Linked DNA regions of Zea mays: region 2 is linked to region 1. A link is a contact called in public Hi-C data. All regions are on one chromosome and are shown on one strand. The core of a region is the stretch at or near the end of the contact, and the rest is flanking DNA. Distances in the headings are between cores, read along the strand shown. Region 1 holds the start of LOC100274159. Region 2 holds the start of LOC100382186.

Evidence for each region. Hi-C and Micro-C count contacts between places; a contact is called where the count stands out from the background.
Region 2: a Hi-C map of leaf shows a contact between it and region 1, with 10 times the contacts expected there. The contact joins the promoter of LOC100382186 here to the promoter of LOC100274159 in region 1. A contact is called at or near these places in 6 of 25 Hi-C or Micro-C datasets (bundle sheath, ear, leaf and 1 more) and 2 of 3 datasets of contacts at active chromatin or transcription factors (leaf and seedling).

What each region holds. Positions count from the first base shown.
Region 1 is chr3:184,853,847-184,859,310 of Zm-B73-REFERENCE-NAM-5.0, reverse strand. It overlaps LOC100274159, which reads left to right and starts at 2,276. Exons shown (of 11, transcript NM_001360547.1): 1 at 2,276-2,710; 2 at 4,318-4,391; 3 at 4,479-4,563; 4 at 4,647-4,772; 5 at 4,874-5,110; 6 at 5,194-5,430. The coding sequence starts at 2,443.
Region 2 is chr3:185,004,893-185,010,356 of Zm-B73-REFERENCE-NAM-5.0, reverse strand. It overlaps LOC100382186, which reads right to left and starts at 2,080. Exons shown (of 9, transcript NM_001366776.1): 1 at 1,385-2,080; 2 at 830-979; 3 at 476-746; 4 at 1-86. The coding sequence starts at 1,711.

The sequences.
Region 1 (5,464 bases), core at 1,027-3,526:
ATGGGACAAGAGAGAACATATCCCCACCCACCACACTATGGATATAACAAAAGACCCCATACAATACATATGAGTATCAAAATTTGTCATACACATGGCCTAAGAACCTCTCCAACAGTTCTTAATATTTGTTGACCCAATATTGATGTATTGGGCTCCCTCCAAAAATCTAAAGGTCCAAAAAACATGCTTAACTCCGTCAACTCCTTAGTTTGTCCCAAAGTAGACTGCTTTTCACATCATTTGTGCGCCCTTCTTTCTCTCCCGTTCATATGAAAATTTAAAATTTATTGTTTCACAGAGAAAAAAATATGTGGTATTAATAAGTCGCAACACATAGGACAAATGCAATAGACACCCGTCAGCGCCGCAACAAACACCTGATAATGTCATTTACCGAGCTACAACAGACACAAACAACCATGGACCATGTATGAAGAATTCCATCAGCGCACGAAACGAAAAAAAAAGAATAGGGACTCAGCACCGCGGCAGAAATATGCGCCACGGAGCCTTGCTTTTGGGAGCACTGAATAAGTTGGGAGCATATATTGAGAGCTATTGGACATGATTTTTTTCTATTATTCTCCTAAAATAAAAAGTATTGAGAGTCTTGTTCAGGAGCTGTTAGAGATGTTCTGATAAGTTTTTACCTATCAGGCAGTGGCGAAGCTAATTCAAGTAAACTATAGATATTATGTATAAACATATTACTTTTATGCAGCAACTTTGATTTATTTTTGACCCATCTATGAGGACGAGACAACACATCATAACAAACTTGTGAAATTGAACTCGTAGGCTTGCAATCGCATCGGATGGCTATCTGGTTCTAGACCAAGCATGCATAATGACGCTTTCAAGCAGATCTAACACGACTATGCCTATCACTTGTTCTATCTAGGCTTAGTAAGACACGTTGTACGTTTTTCGTTCACGTCAAGTTGCTTAGGTAGAAGAAGGTCGTGCTTACCGTGCAGGTATCATAAATCTAATCGATAACATCCGATCGACCAATTTTCATACAATTATATGTATGTGCGTAGTACATATGACCATATTTTTTTGTTAATTCTGAATACTTTTTTTAATGTTAAATGACTTTTATACTTTTTATTTTTAAAATGTAAATGATTGTATGCCCTTTTATTTTAATTTAATCATATTATATTTAGTAATTTTTATTACACTGTTGTACTCATATTGTGAAAAAAATAAATTAGATTACCCATCACTAAAATTCTAGCTACGTCACTGAAATCGGGTACATATTGTGAAAAAGATAAATTAGACTAGGCATCACTAAATCCTAGCTACCTCACTGACATTATTGAGTTTCTGATATCCATTGCTGCCCCCATCGGGCAGTCTCGTTGATCCAAAACATAAAGAACTTGTGATGTTGAAAGTACTACTACCGCAGTCCGCAGAGTAAGGCTGTCCGCAGTCACGGACTCCAAATGCAACTGTAAACATATAGAGTGAACAAATGTCCGCAGCGGTCTACTGAAAAGCAAACTCCAAACCGCACACTCTTCCGCCGAACTCTAAATCCAACGCAAGACAAGGCGAACTCCATATTCTCTCTCCTCGGGAGGCAGCAACATAGACAACGTGAGAAAACACGGGAGGCAGATGTATGCGGATAAGAGAGAGATAAAATAAATAATAGAATATGTGGTAGTTGGTATAGGGTAAAGATTTAGGGTAAATATGACTGCGGATAAGCGTGTGATAGAGTAGAGAATCTCACTGACCAGGATGAAATATTCCTTTTAGAGTAGAAATTTAGGGTTCCATGAGTACGGATAGTCTAATAATGGTAACATTTGAGCGTGTGGTAGTCTAGTTAGCCTAGCCGCTTGGGGTTCTAAATTCTAGCGGGAAAGCTAGCCATTGCTAATTGCTATGCTACCTCACCACCGTTACTGCTATATTTTAATTGGTGGACGCGGCGAGCGCCGTTGGTCAAATCGCGGCCGGCCACGTACGTCTCTCCTCCACCGGCCGGCCGGCCCTCCCATCCCACCATCTCCTGGCCCCGACCCTTGCGATGTGGCCGCTTCTGAGCGCAGACACGTCCGCCCGCAAGGGCCCTGGGGCGGTGGGGCCTGGGCCTCTGACTTCCAGAACCTTCCTGCCGCTTCCTGGCCACGAATGCACGTCCCAATCCAGCGGCCCAGCGCGCGCCACGTGTCAAGAACCGGCCATGTCAGCATCCGATGTGGCGCCCCCGCCCCGAAGAAATTGATACGGCCCCAAGCCCCCAAACCTCGCGGCTCTCAGCCTCACGCTTGGAAAAGCAATTGCCCGCCGCTGCCCCATTCCGACGCAATCAACACCAACGCCTTGCTTGCTTGCTCCGCTGCCCTCTACCATCTGCGGTCCGGCCGACAGTGATCGAAATCGGTGGATTCGGAGAGGCCAAGGCTCCTGGAGGAGATGAACGGCAGCGGCGGAGGAGGAGAGGGAGGGGGAGGGGCGGAAGAGATGGAGGAGGACGGCGTCCCCGGCTGCGCGAAAGGGGCGGGCGCGGGGAATAAGGAGCGGGTGGTGCTGATGTGGGGGTACCTGCCCGGCGTGTCGCCGCAGCGCTCGCCGCTGCTCGGACCGGTCCCCGTGAGGCTGCCCCCGGCAGCGGCGGCCGCCGCCGGTGATGGGTGGAGAGACGTGTGCGGCGGAGGGTGCGGCTTCGCTATGGCCATCTCTGGTGACGTATCCTTTTTTTTCTTCCTCATTGTTCCCGTGCTTATTCGCTGCTTTCAGCTCGTTGGTTCTTCGCTTGGGATGTGGTAGATCTGTTGGGGGTGTCCACCTTCCGGGTTTTGCCCCGGATTGCATAGGAATAGTTGGGGGTGGCTTTTGGATGAGGGATTCTGGAGATTTTTTGCGAACTGGATGGTGTTAACCTCGGTTGTACGTGTTTTCGTTTTTTTTTTTGGGGGGGGGGGGGGGGGGGGGGGGGGGAGGGAGGGGCGGTTGTTCCTCTTGAATTGAATCGGTGCTTAAAGTTAAAGCTGAGCTCAGAGAGGAGAGGTTTCCTTAGTGTGATTTTGCTTTAGGTGTAACGTTCGATTAGGAATGGAGTAGGGATTTGATTATGAGTGGACAGTGGTTTCAATGCTGAAGGTGAGCGTACAGAAGGCAAAGCAACATTGTTTCCCTTAGTTCTTTTTCGAACCTGATTCCCATTATTCCATGAGCATCGAACAGTAATTGCGGTGTCTAGAAATCTTCCACAAAGTTCAAGTATCAGATTCAAATTACTAGCTCTAGGCTTGTAGCTACAACTAGAAGGCCCCATTTGTTGTCTTATGTGCCAAAATGCGCGTTTCATTTGGTACGATACCTTAGGCTATCTCCGGTACTCATCTTCATCTCTTAGGACTACTTTGGGAACCTCAAATCCCCTTCGGGATTGGAGAGGATTGGGATGGAAATGAACTAATTTCCTCTCCAATCCCCTTCAATCCTAAAGGGGATTTGAGTTTCCAAACTAGCGCTTAGGGTGTTTGGTTTCCACCTCTTAAACTTTAGTGAAGTTTATGTTATAAATCAATACGACACAAAGTAGATCAAACACAGAGAAGACACAGATTTAACGTAAAAAACCCCTCTAAAGCGAAGTGGGGAAAACTACGGACGCTGACCAGCAACAATATCACTATTTTTCGGGTGGTTACAGATCGCAGGAGATTTACAATAAGATGACGATCTCCTGCGGATTACAAGTGAATTTATAGAGACGAAACCCTAATGTGAGTAGGGAACGCTTCGGCCCAAGCCTCCCGGCGACGGGCCTCCACTTCGCTCGCCAACTTGGTCGTCTTCTTCAGAATTTGGATTACAAACTCAACAGTTTAGTCACTTTTAGTCCCTAAAATATCAAGTGCCTAAAATATCAAATGGGGTGAGTAAACTAGGTTTTTTTAGGGATTTAGTCACTAAATTTTAGGAGGGTGACTAAAGAACCAAACACCCTCTTATTTTAAACTCCACTCAATAGTGCAGCTTACAACATAAAACAGTGCAAAATGATGTTGTTCAAGGATATCTACACGATATGCTGGCCATAGCCTTATAAGTCATTTTATATGATCCCTTTATAAATCATTTTAGCTTTGTCGAAAGCCAAACTGGACTTATTTTGACAATGTTTATAGTAAAAATATATTAACATCTACAATACCGAATAAATACTTGGAACAAAGCTAAAACAATTTATAATTGGAATGGAAGTAGTTGCTAATTTGTTGCCACTCAGCTCGACTAAACTCTGAACCTTTTTTGTTTTTTCCTTTTTGTCGTTTTCTTCAGAGTCTGGAAAACTCCTCACTTGGGGTTCTGCTGATGACATGGGCCAAAGTTATGTGACTGCTGGGAAGCACGAGGTGATAACATTGATGCTTTCATGCTTTCCTGCCCCATGTGAGAAAGTTCAGGACCTATTACTAAAGATAGAATATTATACCTCTCAGGAGACTCCAGAGGCTTTTCCACTTCCTAGAGGCGTCGCAATAGTGCGGGCAGATGCTGGATGGGCTCACTGTGTTGCAATAACAGGTATTTAGCGATCCAAGTTCCTAGTTTCGATCATATACAATCATATTTGTGGTATTGTTCTTATAATTTTTTTGCTGGAACAGATGAAGGTGATGTTTATACATGGGGTTGGAAAGAGTGTGTTCCAACTGGAAGGGTTATTGGAGACCAATCTTCAGTTGGAACCAAGGAGAAGGATGAAAGACAAATGGCAATGGCCACTGACCAAGGTGGTAATGCTTATTTCCTACATGGTCCAGTTCCTCCCTAAAAATTATAAGCTTCTCTACACCAATTGTTTACAGATATAACAAAGGCAACTCCATTACAGTGAGCCCCAGGTCGCAGGTGTCTAGGACAAGCAGCGGGGCAGCATCTGGTCCTTCTGAAAGCAGAGGCACTGATGATAGCACAAAGCGACGAAGGTTGTCTTCAGCAAAACATGGCCCTGAGAGCTCGACATCCAGTGACGAAAGTCTTTCCGCACCCCCTTGTGTTGTGACATTTAATACAGGAGTGAAAATAGTGTCTGTAGCTGCTGGTGGTCGTCATACATTAGCACTGTCAGGTAATCTGCATTTGTCATTATGACACTGACATTTTCCCTGTATGGATATTTACTGACTAAAATATGTTTCTTCGAAGCTTCAGATTTAGGTCAGGTATGGGGTTGGGGATATGGAGGAGAAGGGCAACTAGGTCTGGGCTCTAGAATCCGAACTGTTTCTTCTCCCCATCCTGTACCGTGCATTGAATCAGCACTATACAGCAAGGATCGCCCATCAGCTATGAAAGGTAACAAGGCTGCTGAAGGACATGTCAGTAAAGTCTTGGGAAATTGTGTGAGGGCCATTGCTTGTGGAGGTCGTCACAGTGCTGCAGTAACAGGTCACTTATATATTTTTTAGTTTGTTTCTGCCAG
Region 2 (5,464 bases), core at 831-3,330, 150 kb before region 1:
TTCATGCTTATAAACAGGTTGTGCTGCCCAAGCAAAGTAGCCTCCAGCTCTAAGTAATCTATTAACCTCCAGGAGCAGGATACCATCTCCAAATAAACAAATATGATAACAAAACTTAGGCAAACTTGGAAAGTACATAGATGAGTGGCACATCATATTTGCGATCAAGTTTAAATGTAAAGATATACAATCAATAATAACTTTTAGGTTGTTCATAATAACTCACCTAGTTTTCTATCCGTTGATTAAAAGTATTTCTTGCTTTGATAATCATGAAATAAATTCAACATCTAACAATGACAAATATTCTTTGAGAATGTGAACAAGATATCATCCCAGCAGACCTAGTGGAAAGACTAGGAAAATTGGGAGAAAAAAAAAGTGAGCATTCAGACAAACTGCGAAGATACAGAAAGGCAACAAACAAAGAGTGCGGTGTTTAATTAAAAATAATTATATAGCAATCACAGCTCACCATCACGAGTCCAATTTATTCGGCAGCGTGAGCAATGAATCATATCAAACGCTTGGCTTGGATATAATAACCGGCGTGTTGCAAATGCTGCTACCATTGCAGGAACACCACGCTCAAGAGCAAACTGTATCTGATTTTCATGAACATCTTTTGGAGCTATTGACAATGTCAGGACATCACGTGAAAGTAAATAGGCACCAAAACTTGCTACTCCACAACCAACATCCAGGACAACTCTAGTATGAGATCCAAATGCAACATTTGGTACCATCTGGATGAGCAGAGGGAAACAGGTGGCTCTAGTCAGAGTCGTGATTAAATTTCAAGCAGTTTGAAGAATGTTTGACATCAAACCTGGGAAATCTGGTCTAGGTATCGATTTGCTCCATGAATGAATTGAGTTCCGCCTCCAGGAAATCTGAATTTATCTTTGACCTTGGTGATCCAATTCTGTCCTCCTTTGTCATCAACCAATCTTGTGTGAGGCACATTGCTAAACCAGACCTGCATTCAATCAAATAACATAAGAAAGCCCTCTAACTTGAAAAAAATGGTTTCTGCATAATAGCCAAGTCAGCTAGGTCAAATAGAACAGTTATGGTTCTAGGGACTAAAGTTTAGTCCGTGTCATATCGGATGTTTGAATGGCTATTACGACTATTAAATATAGTCTAATTGTAAAACTAATTACAGAACCAAAGACTAGATGGTGAGACAAATTTGTTAAGCCTAATTAATCCATTATTGACAGATGTTTAGTGTAGCATCACATAAGAGAATCATCACAATCTATGCGGAAGTTGATGATAAGCTGTTTCCATAATCTATGATGATTGACAAATGTTTCCTGTCGCATCACAGTCTATGCGGGTTGCTACTGGCAATGATCCCAAAAAAATACATGCTCACCTCGTCTCTGCTCTGAGGCCAGGGTATGGGAGCCTTGTAGCCCTTGGGCACCGGCACGAGGCAGCTGAGACCCTTGTCCTGGGCAGGGCAGTGCCGCTCAAACCGCTCCCCGCGCTCCGTCGAGGGCAACCGCTTGATCTCCTCCTCGTTGTCGAGGCAGGGTATGTACTCCCTCATGCTCTCGGGACAGACCAGGAACCTCCCAATCCGAACCCTGGGTGGTCCGCCGCTGGCGCCTCCGTTGCTAGGCTCCTGCGGCGCGGTCTCGTCGCTGGCCAGATCGGTGTCGTTGGCGCCGACGCTCCCGATGTCGAAGTCGTCCTGCATAGCGCCGTCCTCGCCGACGATGCCGAGGCGCGCTGGTGGTGGAGGGGGCAGGAGGGGAGGCGGCGGCGCCGGAGTCGGTGGTGGTAGCGAGGGCGGGGGGCAGGCATTGGGAGCAGGAGAAGCAGGCGGGGTGGTGGGGGTAGGGATCAGAGACGGTTCGAAGGAGATGTTGGAGTTGGGGGAGAGCGCGACGGCAGGAGAGCGGGAGGACCTGGACGCCAACGAGGAGGAGGCGGACGAGAAGAAGACAAGGCGCGGGTAGGCGTTGGGCCAGTGGTAGCCGACGAGGAAGGCGACCGCAACGGCGAAAGCTAGGACGGCGGCGCGGAGGAGGTGCGGGCCGCGGAGCAGGTCTACGACGTGCGCGCCCAGGGCCTTCATGGCTGGGCCCTCGGGCCTCGGGGGATGTCGGCGCCGTGCCTCTGCGCCCGTCTGCGTCGTTCAGAGACGGTCGTGTAAAGTTTAGGGGTGTTTGTTTGAATTTGACAATTTTTGTGACTAACCCTATACTTCGTACCTTTGTTCCAAATTAAAATTTATTTTTGCTTAATTATTGGATTCATATAACATTTGATGTATGTGTTTTGTACATGTTTCTAGATTCATCATCATCCAATTGAATATAGATATAAAAACTAGAGCTAAAACGAATACTATTTTAGAACGAAGAGAATATTTTACAAATTATTTCACTCACAATGCAGGAAATTAGGCTTGAACAAGTGAAAATACCATGTTGGTACTTCGTAACTGGGTACCCTCTTCTACTGTGTCAGTACCAGATGTCTGTGTGGTTACCTATAATCATGTATTAAGGAATTGAACAGTTGATCCCATGGGTTCGGACCTCTCTGATGTGGCCATTGGCCTCAGGACCCGCTCCCGCTTGGAGACAGGTCCGGTGCCACCACGTATCCTAGAGGGCAAATGCTCAGTAACTACTATCATGAATTTGAACCCCTAGAGATGGGATCCGGACCTCCACGTATGTCGTCTAGACCCCCATAGGTGGGTCCCAAACATCCACATATGCCATTTGGACCCCGATAAGAGGGCCATGACTTCAAGCCAGCATGCGCTCTTGGTCCCTGCTCTCCACTCGGGTAAACGTCTAGTGCGTGAAACAAGCCTTCGGCTGGAAGCAAACTCGCCTGTCTACATTTAATGTGGGCAACTAAGGCATGCACCATTGTGCACAGGGCATGGATAGGATTTTGATAGGCCATGTAGACTCGAATGATCGCACCGCGCATTATCGGTGCGGGCGGTTGTGTGTCAACGCCGCGCGCATGGGTCGTCCAACAAGTCGCGTGTTACCAAGGCAGACAGTTGTGTCTCAGCGACATGTGTGTGAGCGACGCCATCATGAACTGGCGCTTTCTTGGGCAAAGCACATTTTACAGCACCGACCGAAGATGATAGCTCGGGTATATCGCTATAACTCCTGTGCACGTCAGCAAGACCGACACCTATGTACCTTAGCATAATCGACCCCACCGGGACGAGGGCACGTCGTAGTCAGAAGATTCGCGCTAAGGCCAAGGGAGAAGATCTACATCTGCTGTATCATTTAATACTCCATGTTGTACCATATTTAATATTAGATCGATGGGACCCACCGGTCGAGACTCAGCACCCTTGTACGTGCCCCATTGGACTATAAAAGGGAGGGCACATACGATATGAAGCTCAAGCTCTCAAGCACACAGAATACAACTCACAAGTGGATGTAGGGTGTTGCGCTCCGGCGGCCTGAACCACTATAAACCCTTGTGTGTTCTTGTGTTCTTACATCTCCTCATGGGTCATTCCTAGTGGGTCGTTGTCGGTGGCTAGGGAGCTGCTCCGGAGCCAGGTGAGACTCTGTTTTTCTATCTTGTTGTAACTGCAAAGGTGGTCATTCATGTGAGGAAGCTAGAGAAGGAATTCGACTCCTTAGAGCTGCAACATGTTCTTTGCGCCAACAACATACCAGTAAATGAACTCTCTATGAAGGCATCAACTCTAGCACCCGTGTTTGAGGGCATCTTCGAAAGACGGATGTTGAGACCTACTGCCCAACCTGCCGAACTAGGCTAAGGGGTCAGACTAGCACCTCGAAGTTAGCTGTTCCGACGACACTCCATCCGTGGAACCTGCCAAGGATTGTGTGCGCTACTGAGGATCCTAGAGACCTCTTAGCGCCTCATCCAGATGCTCAGGGGAGTCCCGATGCATGGATCTCCTAGATTCAGAATTACCTGAAAGACAACATCCTTCCAAATATCATGTATCTGTTAAGCGCATAATGCGATTGGCGAAGCGATACAAGGTGGTGGAGGGGATCTCTACTGTCGTGGCACCAATGGCATCATCATACGGTGCATTTCCTAGGAAGAGGGTCGCGAATTGCTCGTGGAGATCCATGGAGGCGAGTGTGGAAGTCATTCTTCATCTCGCACGCGTAATCGGTAAGGCTTTTTGACTTGGCTTCTACTAGCCAACCGTCCTCTAGGATGCAGCTGAGCAGCCTGAGCTGGTAAAGTCTTGCAGAGCATGCCAGTTCCATGCAAAGCAAATATACACACCAGCCTAGGCTCTACAAACGATTCCACCCTCTTGGTTGTTCGCTATATGGGAGTGGATATTGAAAGGGAATTAGGCTTACACTTTTTTCCTAATTGATTTTGGTGGTTGAATTACCCAACACAAATAATTGGACTAACTAGTTTGCTCTAGTCTATAAGTTCTACAGGTGCCTAAGGTTCACAATAAGCCAATAAAAAGACCAAGAAAGGGGTCAAACAAAGAGAGCAAAAGACAACCCAAAGGCACCCTGGTCTGGCGCACCGGACTGTCCGGTGTGCCACCGGACAGTGTCCGGTGCATCAGGGCATTCGACGTTGAACTCCTCACCTTCAGGAAAATCAGAGGGCGCTCCGCTATAATTCACCGGACAGTGTCCGGTGTCACACCGGACTGTCCGGTGTGCCAGCGGAGCAACGGCTACTTCGCGCGCAACGGTCGACTGCAACCACATTCAATGCGCTACAGTGCACGCCAGAGTCAGAGCACGCGCAGTTGGCGCACTGGACAGTCTACAGGACCTGTCCGGTGCACCACCGGACAGCCTAGAGGCCCCACAAGTCAGAGCTCCAACGGTCGAACCCCAACGGTCTGCTGACGTGGCTGGCGCACCGGACAGTGTCCGGTGGCGCACCGGACTGTCCGGTGCGCCATGCGACAGCACACTTCCAACTGCCATTTTTGGTGGTTGGGGCTATAAATACCCCAACCACCCCACATTCAATGGCATCCAAGTTTCTACACTTCTACACCTTACAAGAGCTATAGCATTCAATACAAGACACACCAAAGAGATCAAATCCTCTCCCAACTCCACACAAAGCTTTAGTGATTAGAGAGAGAGATTTGTTGTGTTCATTTGAGCTCTTGCGCTTGGATTACTTCTTTTCTTTCTCATTCTTCTTGTGATCATACTCAATTGTAACCAAGGCAAGAGACACCAATTGTGTGGTGGTCCTTGCGGGAACTTCGTGTTCCGTTTGATTGAGAAGAGAAGCTCACTCGGTCTAAGTGACTGTTTGAGAGAGGGAAAGGGTTGAAAGAGACCCGGTCTTTGTGACCACCTCAACGGGGAGTAGGTTTGCAAGAACCGAACCTCGGTAAGACAAATCATTGTGTTTCACTCTTCATTTGCTCACGATTTGTTTTGCACCCTCTCTCTCGGACTCGTTTATATTTCTAACGCTA